2 separate regions of the Oryctolagus cuniculus genome follow, and region 1 is linked to region 2. A link is a contact called in public Hi-C data. All regions are on one chromosome and are shown on one strand. Each heading gives the region's core, a stretch centred on a gene start, on an enhancer-like site or on the middle of the called end of the contact. The rest is flanking DNA. Distances are from core to core; before and after follow the strand shown. Region 1 holds the start of SGK1 (serum/glucocorticoid regulated kinase 1). Region 2 overlaps LOC108177476 (a long non-coding RNA gene).

Evidence for each region. Hi-C and Micro-C count contacts between places; a contact is called where the count stands out from the background.
Region 1: a contact with region 2 is called in a Hi-C map of skin fibroblasts, with 2.4 times the contacts expected there. The contact joins the promoter of SGK1 here to the enhancer-like site in region 2. A contact is called at or near these places in 2 of 6 Hi-C or Micro-C datasets (ear pinna and skin fibroblasts).

Annotation. Positions count from the first base shown.
Region 1 is chr5:34,691,508-34,695,342 of mOryCun1.1, reverse strand. SGK1 (serum/glucocorticoid regulated kinase 1) reads right to left here and starts at 1,663. Exons shown (of 12, transcript NM_001082056.1): 1 at 1,544-1,663; 2 at 1,341-1,416; 3 at 888-963; 4 at 409-513; 5 at 213-296; 6 at 1-95. The coding sequence starts at 1,619.
Region 2 is chr5:34,562,197-34,566,184 of mOryCun1.1, reverse strand. It overlaps LOC108177476 (a long non-coding RNA gene), which reads right to left. Exons shown (of 4, transcript XR_007922822.2): 3 at 2,571-2,817. Among named protein-coding and RNA genes, the nearest start is that of SGK1, 130 kb to the left of the region's middle. Within about 2 kb of position 2,639, at least 2 of the 8 cell types and tissues checked have an H3K27ac peak or open chromatin away from gene starts, as enhancers often do. A contact at or near this core is called in ear pinna, where this site is marked.

The DNA.
Region 1 (3,835 bases), core at 414-2,913, 130 kb before region 2:
TTGTCGGCCGTCTGGAAGGAGAAGTGCAGGCCCACCAGGAAAGGGTGTTTCACGTTCTTCAGCAGCACGTTCCGCTCAGACATAATATGCTTCTCCTAGGAGGATGACAACCCAGACTGAGCGACAAACTTCAACTTGGCACCCACTCCCAAGGCAAAGCTGATTCAGTGAGCGTCCACTCACAGCTCCAACCCACCAGCCCCTTCTCCTACCTCCTTCTTTTTCAGGATTGCTTTTTTCTGCAACACCTTGACTGCATAGAAGGCTTCCTCTGCTTTGTGTCTCGCTAGTAGAACCTGAAATTGCAATAAGAAAAAAAAAAATCATCCTTTTTGGGTCCTCATCCAGGGAGAGTGTAAAATGAACACATACGAGAGTATATACAAAGGTCTCCGGATCTGAAATTACCTTTCCAAAACTGCCCTTTCCAATCACTTTTAGGAAGTGAAAGTCTGATGGTTTAGCATGAGGGTTTGATGATGGGCCAAGGTTGATTTGTTGAGATGGACTTGGCTGAAAAATAAAACATTCTCCTTTAGTGTCACCGCTTTCAAAGGCAGACGTCCACAATAAAGCATAAAAGCTGGATGCAAGTCCCATACGTCTATCAACGCACTCAAAACTATTTTTCAACCACACCATGTCATTATTTCAAGTGAGTATGGAGATTAAACGGATAAAACTTTTATGAAATATGCCTTCAGACAATACTCCACTGACTCAATACTTAACTAGTTATGTCACCTGTTATGTCCTTAACTAATGAGACATTCCTGCCTTCATACTAATTTCCAGAAATGCTATTTTAATCCATCAATGTAGGGATACTAGGTGACTCACTTAACAATTCTCCCCCATAGATGCTTCACAAACGGAACGATACTCACCGGAGGCGAAGGGTTGGCGTTCATAAGCTCGGGCTCCTGAGGTTGGGAGATTTTCAAAATGGACTGAACTTCAGTGCTGCAGAGGAAAAAAAAACACACACACGTTGGAGCCTCCTCGCGCCCCACTAGGGGGCACAGCAACACCACCAGTTGAGTTTCTGGCTCGAAGTTTCCCCGGAGAATCCAGGACTTCAACTGCAAACACCCAAAATCATCTACTGGGCCCTTTGAAGCCAACAGTGAGCCCAGCTGTGTACAGAAATTGAGGTGGTTTTTCACGCGGAGGGCGGGCGACAAGGAGGCAAGCCCGTCTCCGTGTTAAAAACGTCTCAAGTAAACCAGGATTTGAGGAGAAATGAGATCTCCACCCCGACGTAACCCAGCGAGGGGAGACGACTCTGCTACCCTGCCGGCGCTACTGACTTTAATTCCCGCAATCCCACCCGAACTTACTGCTTGCACGCATAGGAATTATTAGCGATCTTCTGAATAAAGTCGTTCAGGCCCATCCTCCTCTGCTTCATGAACGCTGTGAATGAAAGAGGAGAAATAAACGAATGCTCAGATGGCTTCGTAACGTCCGCCGCCACACACACTCCGTGATCCGCGACCTTCCGAAAACTCGCACCGCGCGGCGGCCTGACTCCTGCACTCACCGATGAGGATGGCCACCATGCCCCTCATCCTGGAGTAAGTGAGGGGGCCCCTAGCAGCCTCGGTTTTCACGGTCATCGCCACGGTGAGACCACAGCGAGTCGTTGGGAATGAGAGACCGGCTCAGCCAACTCTGCGCTCGGGCCGCGCGCCCGGCTTTATAAAGGCTGCGCCGGCAGGGGAGGGGCCCGACCGGCGACAAAGGAGCGGCGCGGCCCCGCCCCCCAGCGCAGGCCCCGCCCCCGGCCGCCGCGCCGCGTCCCGGCGGGACGGCAGCCCGCGGCGGGCGGTTCTGTCCCCAGCCTGAGGGCGAGCCGCGGGCGGAGGTGGGGGACTCGGGAGCCGCCCGGGGAGGGCAGTTTCGCCAGTGTTCGGCGCCCCGGGGCGCGGGCGGAGGTGGCGGGAAAGGATGCGGAGTAATTTTCCATTTTTCTCATTTATTCCGTTCGGCGAGGAAGTCAGGGTAGCAGCGCCGAGCTGCCTTCCGGACGCAGCCCGGCGGGCCGGCGGCCCTGCGCGAGCCCACACCCTCCCCCGCAGTTGCACTCTCTCGGCGATAGATAGCCCGGGACCCCCGCCCCGGCGCCCCCCGGTTTCCTCCCCGCCGAGGCCGGGCGGAGCGTGCGACCGCCCGGGAGTTCTCTCAGGCGCAGGCGTCTCAGCGCGCCCTCATCTGCAGGGTCAGCGCGGGGCCGGAGCTCCCGGGCCGGTCCTCCCCGCTCCCGCCGCCCGGTCACGCCGCTCTCCGTCCACCCCCCACCCCTTCTCCCGAGCCCGAGAACCGGGCCGGAGCCATGCGCCCGCGCGCACCGGAGGAGCCAAGTCCCCGCGGGGGCCGAGGCGCGCTTACCCAGTCCGCTCAGCAGGAAAGACTCGCTCCTTTTCTGCGCCTCGGCCCTCTTTTTGTGGCGGGGCCGGAGCAAGGACTCGAGCCGGGCCCTGGCGAGCGCTCCCTGCATCTCCCCCATGGGCAGCGGGCGGCGGGCGAGAGCGACCGGAGAGCACTGACGTTTCCTTGAAGGAGCCGCCGTGACTCAGGCCGGGCAAGATTTCCTGCCCGGGTCCCAAAACAAACAAATGGCCCTTGTGCACGGCCGAGCCGCTTCCGAAAACGCCTTTTTTGTGCTTTTGGCCAAAACCAAGCAAGGCTGGAAAAAAAAAAATCCCAGAACTTGGAAGAGGAGGAAGGAAGGAAAGAAGGAGGGAAAAGGGGGGGGAGGGGAGTCAGGAATGTGTAGGGGAGGGGGCGGAAGCAAAATTCGGCTCTGCATTGAAGACAAAGTGCAATCTGCAGCCCCCCCCCACCCCTTTTGTAATTTCTAGAGAACATTCTGTCCGTTTTGCGTGCACTTTTTTTCCCCCTTGCATTTTAATCCGCGCCACGCCGAGAACACGTGAGGAGGCCGGTGAGGGCGGCGGCGGCGGCGGCGCGGACCTGGCGTGACCCGGGCGGCAGAGGGCGGCGGCGGCGCCCGGCCCGCGCCCGCTGCTCTGCCGCCTCAGAACTCCGCAAGGTCAACGCTACCCTGTCTTAGAATCCCTTCGTTTGCCCTCCTCGTCCCTGCCGCCCGCAGAGTCGCCTGCGTTGGGCTGTTTCCCGCAAAGTGGCGTCTCCTGCACCCCCACAGGGACGAGCCGGTGACGGCGCTCCGGCGCGCGGACCGGGGCTGGAGGCTGCCCGCGGCGGCCGGGCTGTGCAGGCGGCGAGGCCGCTGCCTTCCAGTAACCCCGTCGCTGGGAGCCGCCGGGGCGCTGCAGCCCAACCGCGGGCGCGGGGACGCGCGCCAGCGCTGGCCGGGGGGTGTCTCTGGCTCAGACCTGGCCGGGAGCGGCAGAGACGGCTGCAAGTTCCCCCTCTTCGCTGGGCCGGGTACCTGGCGCTCGCCGCTGCCGTCTGCGGTGGCTGCCCTGCCCTGACCCCTTGCTGCCCTGCCATTTTAGAGTTTGCCTACTGGAGCCTCCACACTCCCAAACACCAGCTGTCGACCCAGGAATAGCCTGCGAGGCGCTTTTTCCCTTGGTCTTGGGCAAGGATTTGTTGTGCAGGCACAGCCACCTCGTTTGCCCTAAAATGATCTAGTCTGGTATCCTGCTTGGGTTTTTCGGTCGCAACAGCCCCAGCTCGGGAGAAGAGAGCATGCATCCTTCTCTCTCTTGGAGACTGGTTGATGAAGTTTGCTTAGTGCTGCTCTCTTAACACAGCACGGGCTCCAACTTAAAGCAAGGTTTGGGTAATTCCATATCATAGTAATTGGCCCGTGTCTGCTTCCTTGTGAACAGATTCTGCCCAGAAT
Region 2 (3,988 bases), core at 1,390-3,889:
GAGGAGGATGGGAGCTAGAAAGCCCAATTACTGTGTGTGGGGTTGAAGGCCACAGTCAGACCCAGGAAGAGTTGATACTTAAGTCTGCCATGTGATTGGACAAAGTGGGCTTTGTGGTCCAGAGAAAATAAATCCTCAAGCAAGGGAATGCAGATGTGGATACACAGGCATTTGGAAGGGTGGTTGGCATGCACTGATATAGTCAGGGTGAGGGCCATGGACACTGCTGCCATGTTCTGGGACCGGGGAATCTCTGGCCCAAGGGCCGTAGAAGGCCAGTGAAATCACTGGTCTCACCTTGCGAAGTAACCACAGGCAGGACTCAAAATGCAATCAATCTATAGCAGGCTAACTTTTAAGTTGTTAATTTTGTGTGTCCTGCAAATGATGTTATAAATACCCAAGTGACCTTTGGTAAAAAAAAAAAAAAAAAAAAAAAGAAAAAAGAAAAAAAAAAGTTCCCCACTCCTTTAAGGGCCTAGTTTTGAGACCCTACACCACACCACACTGGCTGGACCAGCAAATGAAAGATTCTCTGTGGCAATGATAGAGCCGCCTAATCCATGGAGCCCTCCAGAACTCTGAGCCACGGCCTTGGCAACACCCTAAGCTCCAGGCCTACTTCTCTTTAATCACAGCACACATGTCCCATAACTCTTTCTTTCACTCTGGAGTCTTGATACTGAAGGAAAATTGCCATTTAGAGCAGCTTATTAATTTGAAAGTGTCAAGTTTAACTAGGGAAATAAATGAGATTCTACAAAATGAAAGCTTCATGAGGTATTGAACAAAGTCAAGCACTTAGTTTAAAATAGCTGGATCAATCAAGGTAAAGTCATCTGACTTGGAATTTGGAGGCAATCTGACTCGTTGAATTTTTCCAGAAATGAACAGGTCATAAGTTTGAGGAATCATAGCTAATGATTTGGGGGGCTAAAGACTTCACTGCAGGGGCTGGCATAGTGGTACAGTGGGTTCAGCCACCACCTGGGATGTTGACATCCCATATGTGCACTGGTTTAAGTCCCAGCTGCTTCTGATCTAGCTCCCTGCTAATGCACCTGGGAAGGCAGCTGAAGATGGTCCAAGAAGATGGTCCTGCCACCCATGTAGGAGACCCAGGTGGAGCTCCAGGCTCCTGGCTTAGACCTGGCCCATCTCTGGCCATTCTAACAATTTAGGGAGTGAACCAGCAGATGGAAGCCCTCTGTTTCTCTGCCTATCCCTCTCTCTAATTCTGCCTTTCAAATAAATAAATAAATAAATCTTTTTAAAAAAAGTTCACAGTAAGTTTATATTGAAAACCATGGTTCTCATGAGAGGCTATGGAACAAAGCATGGAAGAGGTTCTGGTCCTTGCCTTCTGTCCTCATCAGGAATTGATTACAGAGGGCATAGTGGATTTAAATGTCCACAGCCTAGTTCAGCTACTCAAGGATTTCATAGTCAGGAGAACAGCTGTCCAAAGAAGGGCATGCTAGCAAGCTGTGTGACCGTGGGATAGTCTGTCAGCCTCTCTGGGCCCCAGTTTCATTGGAAAGACCTTAATGGGCAAGATCAGTGGTTGTCAACATTGGTTGACCATTAGAAGTCCTTTGGGAAACTTAGAGAGACCAATGACCACGGCAGCTAAGCCACTGCTGGGGGTAGGGCCCAGGCATCTGTTTTTCACAAAGGTTTCCAGGAGAGCCTAAAGGATAGCCCAGGTTGGAAACCATTGGTGATCATCTTCCTGTTTTGCTTAGTCTGAAACTCCCACTTGCTTTCTGAAGAGTGCTGCTGTCTGTTAACTCATGGAAGGCAGGAGGTAGGAGCTGAAAAGTATGCTCCCTTTTCTTGGACTGGAGCAAACATAGCGTGAGGGCAGGGGAGCTGTGGGTTAGGTGACCACACGCTAGCCAGCATGTGGACTCTGAGTGGTGATCTGACCTCAATGGGATGCATTGAACACTCTTTTCAGAAATAACAGGTGCCCACATTTTTTCCCCAGAGAACACACATGCATAGTGCCAACAACTAATTATCATCCCGAGCAAACAAAAACCGTGAGGAAGAGCAGAGGCGGGCTGGCAGCACCACTGAGTTGTACAGATCGTGACTCAGTCTTGTTCTAGGCTGAGGCATCGCCACAGCATCTCTCAGAGAGCTACCCGGTGGCTATTTGCAAAGGGAAGAAGACAACTTACTTTGGAGCTCAAATCCAATCTCCCACATCCACTGGCTGGCTCTGGACCGCACCTCCCAGTGAACTTGCCCTCAGGAGCAGAGAAGGGTTGGCTTCCACACCCCTGTTCTGGCTTGTTCTCTGGACCAACCACCTCTGCTCTTACGTAGGAAGCAATTATGGGATGAGCTTAGAAGCTGGCGTCTTTCCTTTAAAGTAAAAGCCAGAAGCTTATATTTTGCTAGTGCCAGTCTCCTATGAAAATAACTCTTATTAGTGATGCCATAGGTACCACTGAAATCATTTCAGCTTGGAGCCCTCTCCATTTTCTTCCAAGGCCCTTTTCCTGACACACGGCTGACAAACCTGCTCCCTACGCACGCCAACACCAACATAATGAGCTCACCTTGGAGGAGTCTGTGTTTCTCCCGAGTCTGACTTGTTCTTCGGAGGATGCCGAGGGGATGACCTGGAGGCCTGGGCAAATTGCTTGTGCTTTTCTTTGCTGGTTGGAAAGCCAGCACTGCTCTAGCTAATGGAATGCCTGCAAAGGGCCCCAGGAACTCCATTTCTTTTGCTTTCCTGCTGACACGTCTCCAACTTCATCCTCCGCAGGCAGGTCTTGTTTGAAAGAACTTGAAAAAGTGTAGTGACTGTTGGGATCACAGGACTGAATTAGCTGCTTGATTACAAAGGAGACAGGACCTGGGTCTGCCCAGTGAAGACTCGGGAGAATGACATAAGTCCTGAAACTAACTTCATAGTGCGTGCAGGTATCGAGGGCACTAAAACGTGAGAGTGGAATTTTTCCAGTTAGATGTACATTTTCACTTAAATTGTATTACTGTTTTATCTGCAAAGCAACATATATGCTCTTAGGGGAAGTGTAGAAAATGCAGGGAGGGTTTGGAAATCATTGTATTCTTAAAACAATTCCAAAACAATCAGTGTTACAGCCGACCGCATTTTCTCCTGGTCTTTTCTCCTCCTCTATCTTGCATTATAGTAACATGTTGTGTATGTGTATGGATATGTGGTTAATGGGCGTGCTAACCTTTAGGAGGCTTTAATTTTTGCATCTTTACACACTGACTAATAATTTGTACCTGTCGCATGGCATTGTGAGTATCAAACAGGTTAATACAAAGAATAGTTAGAACATGCCTGTTACATAGTTTGCATTCTCTAAAAGCTGACTACTGTTGTGTAACTGTGTGTCCTGCTTTTTCTATGTAACATATGATGGTGTTTTATCATATCAGTGTACACTCCTCACAAAATGTCTTTTTGGATGGCTGTATAATAACACTGATATAAAACTATTTTTTATCAGATGAAATGATATGTCTTATTTCATTCCATATAGAGGCATTTGAGTTTTTCCCCCATGTCAGGTATCCTAACCAAAGTGTCATGTAGTAAGAAGAAAGGTTCTTTGAAGGAATTGGCAAATAAAATGCAAAAGCCCCAGTAGAATTTGAATTTCAGATCAAAAGAACACTTTTAGTGTCAGTATATTACATGGGATGTACTTTTATTAAAATATTAGTTGTTGATTATCTGAAATTCAATTTAACTCGGTTCCACTATTTTTATTTACTATATTTGGCAGCCTTCTGAGTGAGATGAGGAAAAGGCAGCAGGTATGTTCACCTTGCCCAATTGTTAATACTATTTTTCAAAAAGGAAAATAGCTTGAATTTGTTATTAACAATCCACCACTTGGTTATAGTTAAGCAGAAAAGAAAACTTAGAATAGTAAATAAAAATGAGGGAAAGAGAGAAAGAAAGAGAAGGAAGGAAGGAAGGGAGGGAGGGAGGGAG